Regions from separate parts of the Rattus norvegicus genome. Here region 1 is linked to region 2. The links are chromatin contacts, called in public Hi-C maps. All regions are on one chromosome and are shown on one strand. The core of a region is the stretch at or near the end of the contact, and the rest is flanking DNA. Distances in the headings are between cores, read along the strand shown.

Evidence for each region. A called contact is a pair of places that touch in the nucleus more often than the background predicts.
Region 1: a contact with region 2 is called in a Hi-C map of the A7r5 cell line, with 2.0 times the contacts expected there. The contact joins two enhancer-like sites. A contact is called at or near these places in 4 of 12 Hi-C or Micro-C datasets (the A7r5 cell line, the Rat2 cell line, Schwann cells and 1 more).

What each region holds. Positions count from the first base shown.
Region 1 is chrX:41,344,753-41,350,198 of GRCr8, forward strand. The region is part of intron 1 of Sms (spermine synthase); the gene reads left to right. Among named protein-coding and RNA genes, the nearest start is that of Sms, 15 kb to the left of the region's middle. Within about 2 kb of position 1,644, at least 10 of the 93 cell types and tissues checked have an H3K27ac peak or open chromatin away from gene starts, as enhancers often do. A contact at or near this core is called in the A7r5 cell line, where this site is marked.
Region 2 is chrX:41,201,830-41,207,082 of GRCr8, forward strand. No RefSeq gene overlaps it. Among named protein-coding and RNA genes, the nearest start is that of Mbtps2, 22 kb to the right of the region's middle. Within about 2 kb of position 2,597, at least 1 of the 93 cell types and tissues checked has an H3K27ac peak or open chromatin away from gene starts, as enhancers often do. A contact at or near this core is called in the A7r5 cell line, where this site is marked.

The sequences.
Region 1 (5,446 bases), core at 394-2,893, 140 kb after region 2:
AAACAGTAGCCTAAAACTGTGGCTACAGGAGCGTCTACAGTGTCAACAGCCCTGTGGTCCCTTCACACTGTCCGAAGAGCTCAGCAGACTGCCATTTACTGTTGCATGAGGAAAAGGGATGGGGTAGAACACTACCTACGCTGTAGGCTCTTTACCTGGTGTCTGTCTGGTGCCAGAACCTAATGGGGATTTGTGTTAGACGGACTTTGTAGGTCTTACCTTCATTCTCTCCAAGTAAACAGGAATAGGAAGGCTCAGCTCATTTCTCTGGGTTTATTATGACTGACCTCTTTTATTAAGTTATGAGTCACATGGTAACAGAAGGAGGCATAGGAATCCCTTGAAGCTAGAATTATATAGTGATGGTAAGTTGCTTGATGTGGGTGCTGGGAACTAAATCCAGGTCATCTGGAAGAGTATCAACAGATGATCTTAAGCACTGGGCTATCTTTCCAGCATAGAATAGGTAGTTAGTCTTCACATGGGCCCACAAGATAACTAAAAACAAGATGAAAGCCTAGCACTGCTGTCTTCATTTTGTGTCCTGGATTTTTTTTTAACTTTAGGTAAGACTCCTGCTTTATTCTGCTAAGGCATGGTAATCACTAAGGAGTATCTGTCTACCTATCCTATCCATGCCCCTTTAAGGCTGTGGAGAGCCACTGATGTAAGCCTGCGGTTACCCTAGATTATTAGAACAATAAGGCCTTGTAGGCCAAGCTTAGCCTGTTGGAATTGCTTGGGTCAAGTGTCTTTGCTCCCATTAAATCTCCAGTTGTAACTTGATATATGGCTTTCTGACTATATGGTAGTTTTCAATAGAATATTCACAGAGTTCTGTGACCATCACGGTGGTCAGTTTTAGAACATTTCCATTGCCTTAGAAAGAAACCAGTTACTTTTTAGCCATCATCCCAGTTCCTCCTTTATCATTCATTCCTCCCAGCCTCTGGTAGCTGCTAATATACTTTCTGTCTTTTGGAGTGAGCCTTTATGACCACTTTATATAAATAGAATGGTATGCTCTGTAGTCCCTTGTATCTGGTTTCTTTCTTTCAGTACGCTTTTGAGATCCATCCATGTTGAATGTAGCATGTATCTGTACTTTGTTTCATTTATGGCTGAAAACAGCCCTCAGTATAGACATAGCATACTTGTTCGTTTATAACTTTGCTTATCCACTAATAACTTGGTGGACATTTGAGTTGTTTCTCTGCTTTTGGCTATTACGAGTCATGTTGCATCAAATATTCATATCTGTCCCTGTTTGGGGTGATTAAGTGTCATGCAGCTGTTGGTGGGGGAGAAGTTTACACACATGCAAGCGAGTTCAGCCCTTGCTGGTTTCCCAGAGAACTCCAGTTCAGTTCCATTTCATGGAGCTTAAATGGCTTGAACCCTCCTGTTGGAGAGCAGTTTTTTTGGTGGTGTGCAATCCCAAGGCTTCATAACCAAAAATATGCTTGTCCAGAATAGAAAGTCACCACCACCACCCCATTTCAGAAGCCAGATGCTGTGTGAATATCAGAGCCGAAAACTGCAGACAAAAAGAAAAGATCCAATTCCTTCCTCTTACAGAGGAGACTTGTAAGACTGCCCATAGGGTGATGACTCAGTTGGCTGAGGATTTCCATGCCTCTGCATGACTAACAGGATTTGTTCACAAGACACAGTTGGAATTTTACACCTTTAGATATTTCTCATGTCATTCAATGTGTCCATGGCTATAGTTTTCCTAAGAGTACTCTCTGAACTTAAAGTTTAGAGCCATACATCAAGTCCCAAATAGCGGAATAGGAATAGGCTCCTCTCCACCATGTGTTAGAATCACCAAATTCCCCAGGGCAGGCATCCAATAGACTCAAATTTGATAAGACCTATTTTGTCCATAAAAGGTAAAGGAGAACCAGGTCTGTAACGTTTCCTGTCTTTATCAGCATCTTGGGTTTTTCGTCATTATGTCTCTTTAGGCTCCAAAGGTCTAGAGCTAACCTGTAGCTTACCCTATGGCAGCTCAAGCAGCTGATCTTTTTTATGGTTCAGGAAGTTAGGTTTTTAAGTAAGATGGGAGTTTGCCTGGGGCAGAGGCTGTCTGGAGGTTTGTTGGAAAAGGTTGGTGGGGGACCATTTTGGAAACATCTTAAAATGGTCAGTGGTATCCCTTACTAGAAATATTTGAGTTCAGAAGTGTTTCAGATTATACCTGAAATGTTTTTTCTTATTTTTTAAATTTACGTATTTGCTAATGGGATACAAGTTTAAGTACAATATTTATATATGGTCCTATAGCTATTTCCTTATTTGTGTTTCATATACAGTTTACATACAGCCTGAATTTAGTAGTATAATTTCATAAAATATTTTGAGAATACTTAAAGTTTGACCTGTCACCTGAGGTCAAATGCTGAAACATCTGCTTGTTAGTGTCATGTCAGTGCTCTAAAACTGTCCCATTTTGGAAGAGTTTGAATATTAGATTTAGAGATTACAGAGCCTCATCCTGCGTAAGGAGAAGACATGTCATGAGCCTGATTGTGACTTCAGATTGGAACTATGTGGAGAGTTGTCCAGGAGGTGGAGTCCAGTAGCACAGATAGGTTTGGCCTTCAGTCATCTGGAGCGAGGGTCAGAGGAGGAGGTTCTTAAAGAGAGTCCTGTAAATGGATGCCTGGTAGAAAATGAGGCAGGGAGAGATGACAGCCCCTTCTCGATTCCCAAGACTATATACATACGTGTGTACATACATGTATGTGTGAAGGCCAGCGGTTACCCTTGTAATTAATATATGTCATTCTTCAGGTTGTGTTCCTTTTTTTTTTTCCTTTCTTTTTGAGACAGTCTGTCACTGGCCTGGGGCTCATGTTAGGCTGATTGGCTGGTGAGCCCCAATTATCTTCCTAGCTCTACCTTTACCCCCAGCACTGTGATTTTAAGTGTGTTCCTCCATGCCTAACTTTTATTTTTAAACATTGGTTCTGGGGACTGTACTCATTTTTTTTTTTTTTGGTTCTTTTTTTTCGGAGCTGGGGACCGAACCCAGGGCCTTGCGCTTCCTAGGTAAGCGCTCTACCACTGAGCTAAATCCCCAGCTCCAACTGTACTCATTCTTGTATAGCAGGCAACTATATAACTGAGTTCTCTCCCTAGCCTGACACTGACATATAAGCATCTAGGCCTCTATTCCTTTCTCTCCTCCATTCCTATTGTGCTGTTACCCCTTTTTCCTTCCTCCCTTCCTTCCTTCTTCCCTTCCTTCCTTCCCCCCTCCCTCCCTCCTTCCCTTCCTCCCTCCCTCCCTCCCTCTCGCCCTCCCTCCCTCCCTCCCTCCTTCCCTTCTTCCCTCTCTCCTCCTCTTTTTCTTTTTTTTTTGGTAGTGATGGTGTACGTGGACCATATGATTCACTGTAAGTTATTGTCAAGTAAATTCAGGTAGCAACTTGGAAATGGGGCATTGCATTGTTCATTAGACAAAGGACACATTTTACCCTGGTAATGGTCACTGCATTTTGGTGCCTTCGAAAGCTCCTTAGCCATAATTCAGGGGTATTATATATCCCTACTTTCTTGCCCAGCCATTGCAATGAGTTTTCTTTTTCTTTTTTGTTAACATTTTATTTTTTAATTGCTTTTGTGTATAAATGTTTTGCTTGCACATGTACCTTCAAGGTGCTTATAGACTAGAAGAGGGTATCAGATCCCCTGGAATTAGGGTTACATACAGATGGTTATGTGGGAGCTGGGAGTTGAACCTGGGTCCTCTGCAAGAACAGTAACTCTTTTTTTTTTTTATTTTATTTTATTTTATTTTTTATTAACTTGAGTATTTCTTATATACATTTCAAGTGTTATTCCCTTTCCCGGTTTCCGGGCAAAATCCCCCTCCCCCCTCCCCTTCCTTATGGGTGTTCCCCTCCCAACCCTCCCCCCATTGCCGCCCTCCCCCCAACAATCACATTCACTGGGGGTTCAGTCTTAGCAGGACCCAGGGCTTCCCCTTCCACTGGTGCTCTTACTAGGATATTCATTGCTACCTATGAGGTCAGAGTCCAGGGTCAGTCCATGTATAGTCTTTAGGTAGTGGCTTAGTCCCTGGAAGCTCTGGTTGCTTGACATTGTTGTACTTTTGGGGTCTCGAGCCCCTTCAAGCTCTTCCAGTTCTTTCTCTGATTCCTTCAACGGGGGTCCTATTCTCAGCTCAGTGGTTTGCTGCTGGCATTCGCCTCTGTATTTGCTGTATTCTGGCTGTGTCTCTCAGGAGCGATCTACGTCCGGCTCCTGTCGGTCTGCACTTCTTTGCTTCATCCATCTTGTCCAATTGGGTGGCTGTATATGTATGGGCCACCTGTGGGGCAGGCTCTGAATGGGTGTTCCTTCAGTCTCTGTTTTAATCTTTGCCTCTCCCTTCCCAGCCAAGGGTATTCTTTTTCCTCATTTAAAGAAGGAGTGAAGAACAGTAACTCTTAACCCCTGAGCTGTCTCTCCATTCCCCACAATGAGTTTTCTAAGAATTGCCGAGGAGCAGTTTACTGGCCTACTTTGGATTACTTTGTCTACTTCAAAGTACATCTATCAGTCAGGGGGTGATGGTACATGCTTTTAATCCTAGCACTCTGCAGATTTATAACATTATTTGGTGGAGTTTCTCATAAAACGCTTGGATCTCTGCCACACTGTAAGAAAGTAGTAGGGAGGCAGAGACAGGTGGATCTCCATCTCTGAGTTTGAGGCCAGCTTGGTTCTATGGAGCTGTATCCAGAATAGCTAGGGTCACACAGAGAAACCCTGTCTTGAAAAACAAAAACAAAAAAGAAAGCAAAGAAGCAAACAAACAAAAGAAAGAAAAAGTCTTAAGCCCGTTGGTAGCATATACCATTAATTCCAGCATTTGGGAGGCAGAGGCAGAGCGATCTATGAGTCCAAAGGCCAGCCTGGTGGTCTGAAGAGTAAGTTCCAGCACACTCAGGGCTACACAGAGAAACCCTGCCTTAAAACAAAACAAACAAAAAGTACATTTATCTCTTAGCTCTCAGATCTTCTTAACATTTTCTCCTATTTTGTTTTGTTAAGTTTGGGTACACTTCCATCTCATTTAACCATGTATAGAGTACCTAGTAGTTCTCAAAAGGGTTACTCCTCTTTCTCCCACTTTTTGAACTCGGGCCAGCTGGGCACTTTTTGCTTGGACAAGGGGAAGTGCATCCTTAACATCTGTTAGGACTAAAGTCCTGAAAAATGGGCAAGTTAACCCTTCACACATTGTCACTCCCATCCCTAGTTTGAGTATTGAGGAATGCTGATAGAGCAAACCCTTTTGAGGTTCAAGTTACATTTTGTGTACTAGACAGAGATGAAGATTAGGTTTTCAATAATTGTAAAGCATTTTTTAGAGTATTTCACGGGTTACTTAATCATGTCAATTAGTTGAGTTTGGACTTTTTTTGAAAAA
Region 2 (5,253 bases), core at 1,347-3,846:
TTCCAGGTACCCCCAGCACCCTCGTTAACTGTCCTGCAGGATCTTACACTGGAGTAGGTGTATCACTGTGTCTGTGGGCTTTAAGACCCTCACCCTAGCTGCCTAGAAGCCAGTATTGTATAAGCAGCCTTCAGATCAAGATGTAGAACTCTCAGCTCCTCCTGCACTATGCCTGCCTGGATGCTGCCATGTTTCTGCCTTGATAATAATGAACTGAACCTCTGAACCTGTAAGCCAGCCTCAAAAAAATGTTGGCCTTATAAGAATTGCCTTGGTCATGGTGTCTGCTCACAGCAGTAAAACCCTAAGACAGGAGAAATGTTATCTGTCTCCTTAACCTGGGATACACTCTTTTTCTGCCCTTGGACAACAAAGCTCCATATTCTCTGGCCTTTATATACCAAAATGTATACTAATAGCTTGCCATGCATCCCCTCATGATCAGTTTCTAGAAACTTTGGCCTCAAACTGATAACTTCACCATAAGTTCCAAAGCTTTCAGGCACCCTCAAGCCTAGAGTTTGCAGGAGGCCTACATTGAGAAACAACTCCTTAGCATGTATAATCATAAAAATTATTGACCCTAATAAACCCTGCCATCTATCTATCTATATATCCTATAGATTCTGTCTTCTGAAACACCCTGACTCCTTACTTAGGCTGGGCCCTGTTTATTCTCCTATATCTGGCTATGGAACAACTCCCGATTTTGAGAAATTCACCCTCCAAGTAGGTAACAAAATGTGCAAAGGAGGAGACCCTAAGGCCATTATTACATTCAAGCACCTGTGTTGAAAATTCCATGGCAACTTTTGAAATCATTGAGAAATAAAGGGTGGCAAAGAATGAGGTATATACATTTGGGAAGAGACTAATCATAAATCCACATCCCTGCTCATGACTTTGAAGTATACTTTATAAACTGTCTTCATAACTGCTTTAGCAGCTCAACATACACATGAACACACATACTCTACCCAAAGGGATTTCTGATCTCATTTGAGAAACAACTGATTCCATGTTGCCAACGATAGCTTTAAATCAGACAAGTCAGAGCAAAAGTTTTAAGAAATCTGGCATTATACAAGAAGAAATTCAGAAAATGAAAAATAAGTAAATGTCCTACTCTGTATATGATAACCTACAATGATTGGGGCTTTGTGGGGGAAATGGAAATCATTCTGCTCCTTTAATAGTGATTCCTGTTTTAATGTTTGGACAGGATGGAATTTTCCAGGTTCTTTTGTGCAGTTCATTAAATATGTTATTATGTTGGCTTATGTTTCTCTTTCAATTCAAGAATCTAGCTCCTAGAAAACATTTACATGAAATGAATCCAAATAGTTTAGGCCTCAGAAGCAAATCCACTTTGACTAATTGATGACTAATTTTCTAAATAAAGTAAGGTACTTTTTCCTAAATGAGAATCTAATTGTGAAATCCTGTATCCATAAATCTAGCCAATTACAAGCATCAACATTTTAAGTCTATACAACTTGAATTCAATTTCTTATTTTAAAAAAAGAATAATTTCTCCATCATTCAAATCTGAAATGAGATGCAAGAATTTGAACCTCAGCTGGCAATTACCTTCAGAAGTAAACAAATCCATATGCCGGGACCCTGGAAAAATTTGGGTCCCTTCCATTACTCTTTTCCTCCCAACACTCCACCAGCTACTTCACACAACAACCAATCACTTTCTAATCCTTAATCAATTGGCCTTCTTCTCTGCACTTTACTGGGGACTCAGAACAGCTCCTGTTCTAATGAGATTTTCTTCTTCAAATTCCAGAGAGAAAACATTATTGTTCATATTTTCATGCAGAGCAGCTAGTCAGGTGTGACTGATTGACTCTTTCAGCCTTCAAGCTAGAATTGCATAAATTGACACACTCGAAAAAAAAAGAAAATTAGCATGTAACATCTGGGTCTCTTTTTCACTCAGAAACACATTGATTAACAATTAGTCTTCTGGCTATAAACAAATAACTTGGAGCGCTATAGGCTACAAAGACAGAACCTGCCACTAGCTCTTGGGGGACATGCTGTTTTCCCTTGGCATTTAGTCAGCCGTAAGAGCTGATCATTATTCATGATGTATCCTTTAAATTGCTGCAAACATTAGCAATCAGGTTCTTATTATAGCCACAGGAAACAGTCTCTCTTCAGACTATAAGGGTAATCTGTAGGCTGCCTTCAAATGTAGTTTGTGGACCACAAAAGCCTAACAAAAGAAAGATTTGTATAATGAAAACAAACAGCAGAAAGCAGAGAAGCTTTTGAAAAACGCATGATTTATGCATATATCATGTTTTCATAAGACTTGAAGACATTTCTATAAAGTAGACTTCTCGAAATAAATTTCTTTGAACAGATTATAAAACCAAACTATATTCTTGGATTCCCTCCCCCACCTGTTCATTAAATTAAAAAAAAATGAGTACTCCTATATGCAAGACACTACATTGGGGATGGAGACAAGGCAGTGAAATAGTATCATATTCCCAACCTCAGAAAGATCCATCTAGGGAGAGACAGTCGATTGGACAGGAAAACACAGTGCCTTTGTAACCAGGGCTCTGATGAAATCAAGGGCTGGAATTTCAGCAGAACAGAGAAGGAGCTAAAATGTAACAGCTAATGTCTGTACTGCTGACCAGGCTCCACGGAGACTCTGCAGTGAGGAGCTGCCAAAACAGAGAGGTTGAAAGAGTGAACTAGGACAAGGAAACAGTAGATGTGAAGGCTTGAAGAAGATAGTAAGCACATTGTACTGTTGGAACTCCAAGACAACCTCACCAGAAGGATCGTGTAAGGAGAAGGCAATGAAGACAGACAGTGAGTGCTTGAGATAAAAAACGGATTGCTGGACATGGAGGCATATACCTATAATCCTAGCACACTTAAAGTGGAGGCAGGAGGAGTAGCCTACATAGTAAGTTCAAGACCAGCCTGAACTGTATAGGAAGACTTTCTCAAAAAGAAAATAAAAAGAGAGATTTAAAAAGAAACGAAAAACAAATAGGGGCAGGGGCAGATTGTGAGCAGTTTAGGGCTTGACTATAACATCAAGGAAAAGAAAAGTTGATTGGACTAAAGTATTTTCACATTATATAAAATTTTTGCTCTCTAAGATTTTGATTACCTACAGTCTGTAAAGAGTTGAGTATAGTACAATATTTGGAGAGCCCACACTCACGTGCCTTTTAAAAACTATATTGAATTTGCTTTATGTTATTATGATTACTATATTAATTCTCTTTCTTGATAGTATACCAAATAACTGAGATAAGAGTTATTTTGATATTTTAGGCTGCTTCCATTGTGGCAGGCAGTGGGAGAAACTCAAGGCTGTGGCAGCAGGGGCTGGAGGCTGTTTACTCATATCTAGAAAGACTAAGAAGCACAGAAAAGGAATGCTGGAGTTCAGTTGAAACTCATTTTCCCTTCATATTCATTCCAGGACCCCAGCCTGTGAAATGGGGCTCCTCACATTGAGGGTGGGTCTTCTAGCCTCTATTAATCCTCCACGAAAATGCTCTCACAGATACACCCAAAGATAGGCCTCACTAATGCCCCAGTCATCATGTCCAGCCTTTTAACATTGAGATATAACAACACCGTCATGTACAGAGCTCCTAATCCACAACTGTGCAATCAAGTAACAAAATCAAATTGTGGGGTTTAAGAGGTAGCTCAGTAGTTAGGAGCATATCCTACTCTTGCAGAGTGTTGCAGGATTTTTGATCACACTGAGACCCCTGTGGTGTTGTTTACTGGAAAAACCTGTTCCTAGTTGTGGTGAGGCTCAACCCTAGCATACACCTTTTATCCAAGAGTTTTCTGTTTATTGTAAACAGGACTTAATAAAGTCAACCATAGGTCGAGAGGCAGAGCAAGCAATCAGTTGACAGGAAGTGGACAAAGAAAAAAACAGAGAGTAAGAGGAAGTCAGACACACACACAGGAAGTAGAAGGGATGAACATCGAGTTTGAGGGGGTTTTGAGGTGGCTTGGAGAAGGAAAAGTTACTTTTTCCTTCTGGGACATCTGCTGTGGAGGAAAGCCAACTGGGTGTTTTCACTGCCTCTCTGAGCTAGCAGGCTTTCACCTGAGGATCTGGCTCTGGAACCTTTATTGGCAACATTGAATGTTTCAGATTTTGTTCAAAAACAACAGCAGAAGGCAGAGAAGCCTTTGAAAAATGCATGATTCCCGGATGTAGATCTCTCCTGAGAGACACAGCCAGAATACAGCAAATACAGAGGCGAATGCCAGCAACAAACCACTGAACTGAGAATAGGACCCCCGTTGAAGGAATCAGAGAAAGGACTGGAAGAGCTTGAAGGGGCTCGAGATCCCATATGAACAACAATGCCAAGCAACTAGAACTTCCAGGGACTAAGCCACTACCCAAAGACTATACATGGACTGACCCTGGACTCTGACCTCATAGGTAGCAATGAATATCCTAGTAAGAGCACCAGTGGAAGGGGAAGCCCTTGGTCCTGCTAAGACTGAACCCCCAGTGAACGTGATCGTTGGGGGGAGGGCAGCAATGGGGGGAGGGTGGGGAGGGGAACACCCATAAAAAAGGGGAGGGGGAGGGATTAGGGGGATGTTTGCCCGGAAACCGGGAAAGGGAATAACATTCGAAATGTAAATAAGAAATACTCAAGTTAATAAAAAAAAATGAGCATAAAAGTTAAAAAAAAAAAGAAATACTCAAGTTAAGAAAAAAAAGAAAAAAAAAAGAAAAGAAAAATGCATGATTCCTAGGATTCACACAGGCAACTCACAACTGCCTGTAACTCCAGCTTCAGGGGATCAAAAAGCCTTTGGGGAACCTGAAGTTAGTCAGTAAAGCACTGATGTGGGCAGCCAATCTGAGTGAGGACTTCTTGTCATCTGGTCTGAAGTAAGAATAAGTAGCTAGAATGAGTAGGCAACCCCCTGCGAAGACTCACAGCCTAACCAATTGTAAAATCAGTCCGACTCCTAGAGATAGAGTCAACCACACAAGGTGAAAAGGCACATACCCTTCCCTACAATTCCTCTGACAATAAATGCTGGGCCTAGGAGTCCACCAGGGGTCTCCATTCCCAAATGGGGAGAAACCTTGCATGCAGGAAATTTAGCTAAATAAATGCTCATTGCCTTTGCATAGTATTAAAGTCTGGAGTATCATTCCTCAGTGATTCTTGGACCATACTGCATGGGTGGCGCTTCTGAGATCTTCCACAAGGATAT